Linked DNA regions of Sus scrofa: all the other regions are linked to region 1. A link is a contact called in public Hi-C and HiChIP or PLAC-seq data. All regions are on one chromosome and are shown on one strand. Each heading gives the region's core, a stretch centred on a gene start, on an enhancer-like site or on the middle of the called end of the contact. The rest is flanking DNA. Distances are from core to core; before and after follow the strand shown. Region 1 holds the start of RPL19 (60S ribosomal protein L19). Region 2 holds the start of LOC100517731 (transcription factor CP2-like protein 1). Region 3 holds the start of PLXDC1 (plexin domain-containing protein 1).

The links. Hi-C and Micro-C count contacts between places; a contact is called where the count stands out from the background. HiChIP or PLAC-seq counts read pairs in DNA pulled down with a chosen protein or histone mark.
Region 2: a contact with region 1 is called in an H3K27ac HiChIP or PLAC-seq map of alveolar macrophages, with 4 times the contacts expected there. The contact joins the promoter of LOC100517731 here to the promoter of RPL19 in region 1. A contact is called at or near these places in 2 of 5 promoter capture datasets (fetal liver and liver), 27 of 47 Hi-C or Micro-C datasets (adipose tissue, alveolar macrophages, blood and 15 more) and 2 of 2 datasets of contacts at active chromatin or transcription factors (alveolar macrophages and skeletal muscle).
Region 3: a contact with region 1 is called in a Hi-C map of skeletal muscle, with 2.2 times the contacts expected there. The contact joins the promoter of PLXDC1 here to the promoter of RPL19 in region 1. A contact is called at or near these places in 3 of 47 Hi-C or Micro-C datasets (embryonic fibroblasts and skeletal muscle) and 2 of 2 datasets of contacts at active chromatin or transcription factors (alveolar macrophages and skeletal muscle).

Annotation. Positions count from the first base shown.
Region 1 is chr12:23,032,593-23,035,950 of Sscrofa11.1, reverse strand. It overlaps RPL19 (60S ribosomal protein L19), which reads left to right and starts at 1,614. Exons shown (of 6, transcript XM_003131509.5): 1 at 1,614-1,761; 2 at 2,700-2,806. The coding sequence starts at 1,757.
Region 2 is chr12:22,989,905-22,993,262 of Sscrofa11.1, reverse strand. LOC100517731 (transcription factor CP2-like protein 1) reads left to right here and starts at 1,769. Exons shown (of 16, transcript XM_013979827.2): 1 at 1,769-2,583.
Region 3 is chr12:23,071,628-23,074,985 of Sscrofa11.1, reverse strand. PLXDC1 (plexin domain-containing protein 1) reads right to left here and starts at 1,694. Exons shown (of 14, transcript XM_021067058.1): 1 at 1,421-1,694. The coding sequence starts at 1,496.

The DNA.
Region 1 (3,358 bases), core at 365-2,864:
GGGAATCTCCATATGCCATGGGTGCGGCCCTAGAAAGATAAATAATATATATATGTATATATATTATTTTTCATAGTGGTCTATCCCAGGAGATTGAATATAGTTGCCTGTGCTATACAATAAGACCTTGTTTATCCATTCTTTTTTTTTTTTTTTTTTTTGTCTTTTAGGGCTGCATCCGCAGCATATGGAGGTTCTCAGGCTAGGGATCCAATCAGAATTGAAGCGGGGGGCCTACACCACAGCCTCAGCAATGCAAGATCTGATCCGCAGTTCACAGTAATGCCAGATGGATCCTTAACCCACTGAGCGAGTCTAGGGATGGAACCTGCATCCTCATGGATACTAGTCAGATTCGTTTCTTCTGAGCCAAGACGGAAACGCCTTGTTTATCCATTCTAAATGCCATGGTTTGCATCTACTAATTCCAAACTCCTAGTCCATTCCCCCCACCCCCCGCCCCGTGGCAACCACAAGTCTGTTTTCTGTGAGTCTCTGTTTTGTAGATAGATTCATTTGCACTATATTTTATTTATTTATTTTGCTTTTTTTATGGTCTCTACCTGTGGCATGTGGAGATTCCCAGGCTCCGGTGGAATCTGAGCTGCAGCTGCCACCAGTCTACATCACAGCTACAGCAACACCAGATCTGAGCGCGGACTGGGACCTACACCACAGCTCTCGGCAACACTGTATCCCTAACCCACTGAGTGAGGCCAGGGATCTAACCAGCGTCCCCATGGATACTGAGCCACAATGGGGATCTCCCATTTGTGCCATATTTTAGATTCCACATATGAGTGATATTATAAGGTTTTTGTCTTTCTGACTTAGTACGATAATCTCTAGTTGCACTTCCTTAGGTTTTTGCATTGGGAACTCCAGAGCAAGAGGAAAGAACTATGAGAGGTTCTAGCAACCAGGTTTAAGACTTTCACAGCTATTCATTCGCTCCTTATTTCTCAAGTGCTTACTATGTGCAAAGCTCCATGGCTGCCGGCATACAGTATGAGCCAAACAAAAGACTGGTTCCTGTCATAAGGAGCATGCCTTTTTACTTATTTATTTTTAAAGAGGAGCTGGTCTTAATGCCTGCCTTCGCAAGCTGCAAACGTTAACTCATGCGATTTTCACAACTGAACAACGGATATATCACGTACACTATACGGAGAAGGAAACTGAGGCACTAAGAGATCAAGGACCATAGGGGTGCAAAAACATCAGCTAGTATCTTTGGTGGTTTATTCTGACCTCCAGGGTCTCCCAATAATTAAGAGAGTGAATACAGGGCTGCTTTTGTCTGAAATCCGCCCTCATTATTCCCTCTTGCTTCACCTTCCACACCCGCCCCGCGCCAATAAAACACCCAAAGAACCCAACGCGACTGCGAGAAACGGGCCACTCTAGCAAAATTCCCTCAACCCGCCTGCGCAACCCAGCTGACTTCCGGCTTCCGCCATCCACGTGACCAGACACCCTTGCCACGCATGCCTAATAGGAAGTCGGACTATACCACTTTGCCATGCCGAAGGGGTATATTTTCTATGTTTTTAAGTTTAAAACCGATTTCTGATATTAGGCTTCGAGTATCCCGGATCTTTACAGAAGATATAAGTACGTTTATGGTGGCAGAAGATGAAAAGACTGGAGGGGAATACGGGCGAAAGCGGAGCCAGGGATGAGCTCTCCCCTGCACAGATAATGGGAGGAGCCTGGCGAGAGCAAGTTCTTTCCTTTCGCCGCTGCGGCAGCAGCCATGAGGTAAGGGCTCCAGGGTCTCCGATTTTGGTTGATTCCGGCTGCCAGGGCACTCGACGGCTCGATACCTCAGCCCCTGGTGGGAGAGTTGAGGTGGAGACGGCCCTGAAGCGGCCGGCCTTGGAGCTTAGGGTAGGCCGGAGCACACTAGCTCTTGGCCTGGAGAGGATGGGGGTGGGAGAGCGTCCTGGGCACTCTTACGCAGGAGGAAGGGCGAGCCCTGCGCCCCACACGTGTCCGAGGCTACTCCTGCGGGCAGAAGAGAGGCGGTGGCGGGAACCGGGCTATGGCTTCCTTACTCGCTGGGTCAATCTGTGGCTCCGAGCCCATGTCTGCTTGCATGTGACGTAGGACGGGGCCTCGCGTAGGTCTCGAGCCTCCGACTGTCCGGGATGAAGCAATCCCTGGTTCTTTGATGCCTTTTATTCGGTGGAGCCATCATAAGAAAATCCTTAAGGCTAGTATATTACTGTGATAAGATGAGAAAAACGAGCCCAGGAATCAGAAGACTGACTAGCGAATCGGCTCCGCTGGCCTCAGATTCTTCGCGTTAAATAAATTCATTTTCACTGGTGCATGTCAGAGTATTAGCTCCCTCTATAAATTTCAATTTCATCCGTTCATCTTATTTTCCAGAGGAGAAAACTGAGGCGCAAATACGTCAAGATATAGCTTGGGCTTTGTCTACATTATGGGATGGGTAGTTGCCAAGGCATTAACAAAAATCTGGATACAGGGGAGATTTTTAATTTGGAGGTGCCATTGTGGGTGGCAAAAGCCTGGGGCGGGAGAGACATGTTTGTCCTTAGTACTAAATGCACATACATCCATATCCTGTGGTATATTTCACATTAGAAGGCTTTGGAGGGCAGGTCTTGCTGGGGATGCTCCTTGCCCAGGAATGGTTTCCAGGGCCTGATAGTGTTTTCTGTTTGTTACAGTATGCTCAGGCTTCAGAAGAGGCTTGCCTCCAGTGTCCTCCGCTGTGGCAAAAAGAAAGTCTGGTTGGACCCCAATGAGACTAATGAAATCGCCAACGCCAACTCCCGTGAGTTCTTGGGTTCTGCGACCTTTCTTTGCCCTATCACCTGCTCAACCCTTGAGGGATGAAAGGTGGCACAATTGTGTTAACTTGAATGTGCAGATTTAGGAGAGCTCATAAGTCGGACATTGGGGGGTGGGCATCCTTAGGAAATGGAAGGAATCAAAGAAATAGGAAATGCCAGGGGTTCTTCTCTTCCTGCCATTTGCCAGAATGAGAGAATGGAGGTTAATGGAACTACCCAGTGTTATATTAGTAAATACGGTTAGAATGGATGTTCTGTTGTATAGCTATATGAAGGGTTTGTGAAGAAGCAAACTGGAGTACTGGGGGTTAGGGATGAATTGGGAAGGCCTGGGCCTCAGAACAGAGGCATGTTTGTACATAATTACTCAAAGTAGTTAGACAGTGTCAGTCCTGCAGATAACATTAGCATACCACAGTACTTCCATAAATAGGGTTCCTGCTGTAGCACAGCGGGTCTTAACCCGCATTGCCACAGCTATGCCATAAGTTACAGCTGCGGCTCAGGTTTGGTCTCTGGCCCGGGAACTTCCA
Region 2 (3,358 bases), core at 520-3,019, 43 kb after region 1:
CACTGGTGTGAGGGAAGGAGAGGGAGAGCTGGTAGGCAGTCGATCACAATATGTTGAATGAATGAATGAATGAATGGAGACCACTCGCCTCAGCCCCTATTTCTCTGAGGGGGTGGCATATTTCACTGTCCAACTCTTCCAGGTTGGAATGTAGCCTAGCATTGGAGTTCCCGTCGTGGTTCAGTGGTAAACGAATCTGGTTAGGAACCATGAGGTTGCAGGTTCGATCCCTGGTCTTGCTCAGTGGGTGAAGGATCTGGCGTTGCCGTGAGCTGTGGTGTAGGTTGCAGACGCAGCTCGGATCACATGTTGCTATGGCTGTGGCGTAGGCCAGCGGCTACAGCTCTGATTCGACCCTTAGCCTGAGAACCTCCATATGCCAAGGGAGTGGCCCAAGAAAATGGCAAACACACACACACACACACACACACACACACACACACACACACACACAAAAAGGAATGTGGCCTAGCATAGAAGACAACACAATACATTCTGGTTAGAGGAGAAGATACTGAATTATTTCTCAGCAATTTTCCCAAGTAAAAAATAATTTCCTTGGAGTTCCCGTCGTGGTACAGCTGAAACCAATCTGACTAGGAACCATGAGGTTACAGGTTCAATCTCTGGCCTCACTCAGTGGGTTAAGGATCCAGCGTTGCCGTGAGTTATAGCGTATGTTGCAGCCCCAGCTCGGATCCCTCGTTGCTGTGGCTGTGGTGTTGGCCAGCGGCTGTAACTCTGATTCCACCCCTAGCCTGGGAACCTCCATATGCCACAGGTGTGGCCCTAAAAAGCAAAATAATAATAATAATAATTTCCTTGGCTTAGGGAACCCCAAAGTGTATTGCAGTTAGCTCTTAGGTTACGCCATGATCTAGAAAATGACAGAGTATTTTGGACGTGAAAAAAAAATCCATTAAAAAAAAAAGCATCTCGGAGTTCCCACCATGGTGCAGCGGAAACGAATCTGACCAGGAACTATGAGGTTGCAGGTTCTATCCCTGGCCTCGCTCTGTGGGTTATGGACCTGGCATTGCTATGAGCTGTGGTGTAGGTCACAGACACGGCTCGGATCCCATGTTGCTGTGGCTCTGGCGTAGGCTGGCAGCTGTAGCTCTGATTGGACCCGTAGCCTGAGACCCTCCATATGCCACAGGTGCAGCCCTATAAAGCAAAAAAAAAAAAAAAAAAAAAAAAAAAAAAATTAAAATTAAAATAAGTTAAAAAAAAAAGCATCTCTTGGAGTTCCCATTGTGACTCAGCAGCAACAAACACAACTACCATCCATGAGGACATGGGTTGGATTCCTGGCCTCACTCAGTGGGTTAAGGATCCGGCATTGCTGCAAGCTGCGGTGAAAGGTCACAGATGTAGCTTGGATCCCGTGTTGCTGTGGCTGTGGTGTAGGCTGGCAGCTGTAGCTCTGATTTCACCCCTAGCCTGGGAACCTCCATATGCTGCAGGTGTGCACTTAAAAAGCAAAAAAAAAAAAAAAGTCTTCAGGATCTTACTGAGGCTCTTGGGGGACTTAGGTTTCTTTGGCCCCCATTGGCAGGAATGTTCCTATCCCCGTCTCTCTCCTTTGTCTGGCTTCCTGGCAGAAGAATGTATGTTCAGGACCCAGGTACCTGGAGCTGCCCTGTCCAGTGTGCATGGGGCGTGCTCTTTGAAGGCCTGGATAGTTGGAGTAACGTGAGTTCAGGCCACATCTTTAGAGCCCCACCTCCGCTCTCTGCAAGGCCCTTATCTGTTTATACCAAACACGGTGGGGGGGGGGGTGCCCGGGCTGACTGTGTACAGTGACAACAGGGGCTGAGCCCCGGGAAGGAAGCCATCCCCCAGGCGGTCTCTATTTGTCCATAAACACAGTCCACCCCACGCCCCAGGGCGGAGGAGGGGCAAAGAAACCAGCCCAGCTGGAGCTGCCTTCCCACTGCTTTCCTGGCAGGGGGCACTCCCAGGCACCCAGGCACACCACCTCCTCCTCATAGGCTCCATCTCCCTCCCAGCACCACCCCCTGAGTTGTTTCCACAGCAAGTGAAAGGATGAAAATGCAACCTAAAACCCCCAAGACCCCAAGAAGATAATAAAGAAAAAGCCCTAGATGCCCCTGAATTCCAGAAACTCATCCCTGCCAAGTAAATACGTCACACTTGTTGTTGCATCGGGGCCTGTTTTACGTCCTTTCACCTAGTTTTTTTCTATGAAACTGGGTGGGAGGATGTGAAACAGGCCTTGGGTGAGACTGCTGGCCTAAGCAAGGTAACAGGATCTGAGTTGACTAAACGCTTATCTGGCTTCTGTAAAACTGCTTGCAAATATTGATTGCACAACTGCAAAATGACACACCACCCACGAGCCCGCGCTAATATAGACCTCCTGATTGGTCCTCAGAACGCGTACTTTAAAATGATTCGTCTTCCAGGCGCGGGCTCTTGATGCGCGAGCTTTGTTGTGAACCCCATAAAAGCTGTCCGCACTCGGGGCCGCAGTCCTCTACCCCTGCCTGGCATACGACTGTGGGCCCCAGCGTGCTTGAAATAAAAATCCTCTTGCTGTTTGCAACAAGACCGCTTCTCGTGAGTGATTTGCAGTGTCGCCTCTTCCGAGTCCAGACGAGGGGGATTTTCCTTCTCCTGGCCTTTTCATTTGGTGCGTTGGCCGGGAATACCCCGCGACCACCCCTCACACCCGAGAACCGACTTGGAGGTAAAGGGATCCCCTTTGGAACGTGTGTGCCAGCCGGCGTCTCTGTTCTGAGTGTCTGTTTTCTGTGATGCGCGCTTTCGGTTTGCAGCTGGAGGACTGTGATCAGCAGACGTGCTAGGAGGATCACAGGCTGCCGCCCTGGGGGACGCCCCGGGAGGTGGGGAGAGCCAGGGACGCCTGGTGGTCTCCTACTGTCGGTCAGAGGACCGAGTTCTGTTGTTGAAGCGAAAACTTCCCCCTCCGCGGCCGTCGGACTCTTTTGCCTGCTTGTGGAAGACGCGGACGGGTCGCGTGTGTCTGGATCTGTTGGTTTCTGTTTCATGTGTCTTTGTCTTGTGCGTCCTTGTCTACAGTTTTAATATGGGACAGACAGTGACGACCCCCCTTAGTTTGACTCTCGACCATTGGACTGAAGTTAAATCCAGGGCTCATAATTTGTCAGTTCAGGTTAAGAAGGGACCTTGGCAGACTTTCTGTGCCTCTGAATGGCCGACATTCGATGTTGGATGGCCATCAGAGGGGACCTTTAATTCTGAAATTATCCTGGCTGTTAAAGCAATCATTTTTCAGACTGGACCCGGCTCTCATCCTGATCAAGAGCCCTATATCCTTACGTGGCAAGATTTGGCAGAGGATCCTCCGCCA
Region 3 (3,358 bases), core at 445-2,944, 39 kb before region 1:
AAAATTGACCTACCCCACCCATTCCTTTCTATATCGATTTTAATTTTTTTTCAGTTACTCCAAACACATCGTAACAGTTCTGAAAAGGAAAGCCAATCATAAAAAGGAGAAAGGATCTCTCATAATCCCACCACCCAGAGGCAAAGATTTTGCCCACAGTCTCACTTTGTAAGAGAGGAAATAGGCCCAGAGAAGGAAAGTAACTGGCTCAAGGTCGCACAGCAAGTGAGATGCTGGGACTAGAAGCCAAGTCTCTGGCCACTCTCTGTGTGGTCTCTGAAAACTGGTGGCTCTGCACCAGCAGCCTCATCAGCTTCCACTGCCCTCTACCCACACCCTCCCTCTCAACAGGGACCCAGGCGTGTCTCAACTACCTTCAGGGATTTTTAAAGTTAAGCACTCTGTCACTGACACTGTGTCTGATGCCAGCACACCCGAGACACAATAGCCCAACCCCAGCAACCCCCTTGCCAAGCCCTTCACCTCCTGCATCCCATTCCAGGAATATCTATGCCAAGGGGCTCCCCAATAACCCACCTCCCCAGCCCCAAAGAAGGTCTGGGTGCATGAGGAGAAAAGAAGAGAATGTAAAATTATTTGTTAAAAAAACAGTTCTCCTTTTATAACTGGAGAGATTCAAGGCAGAGCTCAGAAAGGACTTCCAAGTGGGAGCGATGATTGCAGTGAACTGCGGTGGAGAAGAGGGAGTGTGCAAGATAGGATTGCTCACCCTCAACCCCAGGTTAGAGCCAGGGTAGCTAAAGGCCAAGAGCCACCAGGGCAGAGCAAAGCAGGAGTGACAGGAGGACCCTGGAGGCCAGGGGATGGGAAAGAAGCAACTTGCTTCTTTCTGGGCCCAGGGCTGCTCTCCAAGTACCAGAGAGAGGAAGGCATTAGGCTCCTGCTGCCCTTGTTGGAGGAGAGATGCTGGGTCTCCTCCATCCCTCTGGCTGCTCCCACCCAGCCCCCAGCCTGGGTCAGCCGGCGAGTGGGGGCAGGGAAGAGGAAAAGGAGGCAAAACTGGGGCAGGAGGCACCCCCAGACTCCATAACTCATCAGAATTCAGCCTCACCCGGTGTGACCGGGGGTCCCTAGGACTCTCCCGCTGTCCCCTTTGGAGCCAGAGCCCACTCACTGCCTTATGGCTCCCCCGCTCCTGGGGTCCCTCCAGGAGGGAAGGAGAGATCGGGGCATCAGTGTCTGGCGCCTCCACCCTCACTCATACATACACCCCGTGTGTTTAGGAAAGTGGGGTCCCTGTCCACCTGCCACAGTCCACAGGGCTCTTCGCCTCCCGCAGACACTATCCCCCGCGTCCCGGACATCGCCAGCCTGCCCGGTCTTGCCCATGCCCCCGCCTGCCTGCCTGCCAGCGCCCCCGACCCCCTGGCCCACCCGGGCCAACTCCGGCCAGTCCTACCTGCTCCAGGCGGGGGGCTCAGCGCCCGGGCAGCCTCCCTGAACACCAGCACGAGGAGCCAGAGCTCGGCCCGCATGGTGGGGGCCAGGACCCGCCCCCGGCCCGCAGCTGCCCCCGGCCCGGGCTAGGGAGCGCGGTCCCCGGGGCTGGCAGGCGGAGGGGTGGGTGGCGGAGCGGCGGCGGATCGCGGGGCCCGCGAGCAGCGAGAGCCGCCGAGCGCCAGCCAGCGGGCGGAGAGCGGGCGCAGCAGCCTCGCGGGGCCGGGACCCGGGAGGGGGCGGGGCGGGGGCGGGGCGCCTCCGGAGCTCGCCCGGTCGCCCCGGGTCCTCCCAGCTCTGCCCAGCGCGCCCCGAGAGCTCCTGCCGCTGCACCCGAGGCGGGGGTGGGGAGGTGCGGAGGGAGGAGGAGGGGGACCGGGCGGGAGCCCCCTGGGCTGGGAGAACCCCCCGCAAAGAGCATCGGTCGCCCCCACACTGCACCTTAGCTCCTGCCTCCCTTCCCCTCCTCCACTCCTCGGGGAGCGGGCGGCAAAGCAAAGGTTGGAGGGGGCCAAATCCGAGGAAGGAACCCGCGCGCCCCTTCCTCGGACCACGGGCTGCTATCATCCACCCCCGACCCAGCTCTACCAGATTTCCCGACTTTCTGGGCTGTTCCTCGGAGATACCCATCCCCGCCCCAGGAATCTCCCCTTGCTGCAGAGGCCTGGAGTCCACGCCCTCCCATGGCTCCTCTCCACTTTATCCGCCACCCCCACCCCCCATCTCCCACTGCCAGCAACCTCTGGTCCCCCAGGCCAGCAGACACGGGGATGGACGGGGCCTGGCTCATCCCTACTTTGAAATAACCTGGACTTCTCCCCACACCCAGAAGGGGACCGAAGCCACCCTCCTCTCAGGGACCCCAGGCCTCCTTACGGCCCAACACAGTCACTCTCCAAAGCCTGCCCCAGAGCAAGGAAACGTCTCACTCCAACTGCCACCACTTATAACAGGCTCTAGGGATAGATCACTTTTTTTTTTTTTTTTCCCTTCCAGAGCAGAATAAAAATACCCACAACTTAGGAGATTTAATAGACAGCAGGGAATCAGGTCAGGACACGGAGGTACCTGTTCGCTCCCCGACCTACTTCGGGCGATGGCATGGAACTCAGGCGCTGGATGGTGAGAGAGTGAGCGGTGAGGGGGGCACCCTGACATATATGAGGCTGGGGCCCAGGGACTGGACAACGCAGAGGTGAGCGCCATTGAGGGAATTCCCCCAGGAAAAGGGTGTGCCCGGGGTCTGGAGGAGGAACAGCGTGGGCTGGAAGAGGCGGGTTGCCTGGCATTGAGACAAAGAGGGGACCAGAGAAGGAAACGAGAACTAGACTCCCTAAAAGTTCAGAATGCCAGTTCCTCCTTCCTCAGGACCCAGGGTCCCAGAAGCGACCTCCTCCAGCCCTAAGCCCTTATGCATTCACAATGGGACAACACGAGGTCTGTCTGTAAGTTCTTCTTGTTGTCTAATTTAAATTGAGATTTTGCAGACACAGGTTCAAAAAGGCTGCTGCCCCCAGCTGTGGCTTCTTGCTGCCCTCTAGTGGCCGCGTGACGAGCCGCAACGCGCGTGTTTTGCGGTTTTCCTCACTTTTCCAGCCCTGCCCCGACCCTGCCCACGAGGTCCGATGCCAGGCAGGCAGTTTTACAGATCTTCGCTCCTACTCCTAGGGGTCAAGGTGAGAGGTCCCAGGATGGAATTCCGGCTCCGGCACTGATCTCTTCGTACCGGGTGCCCCGCGGTCTGTTTTAAAAGGTCTCTTATGAGGACTCAGTCTGAAACAGCAGCTTGCAAATAATTAGGAGAAAATGACGCATCAAATGTTTAAAAGTGTAAACTTCCAGAACTTGAGTGTACATCAGAATCACCTGGAGGGCTTATTAAAACACAGGTTTCTAGGCG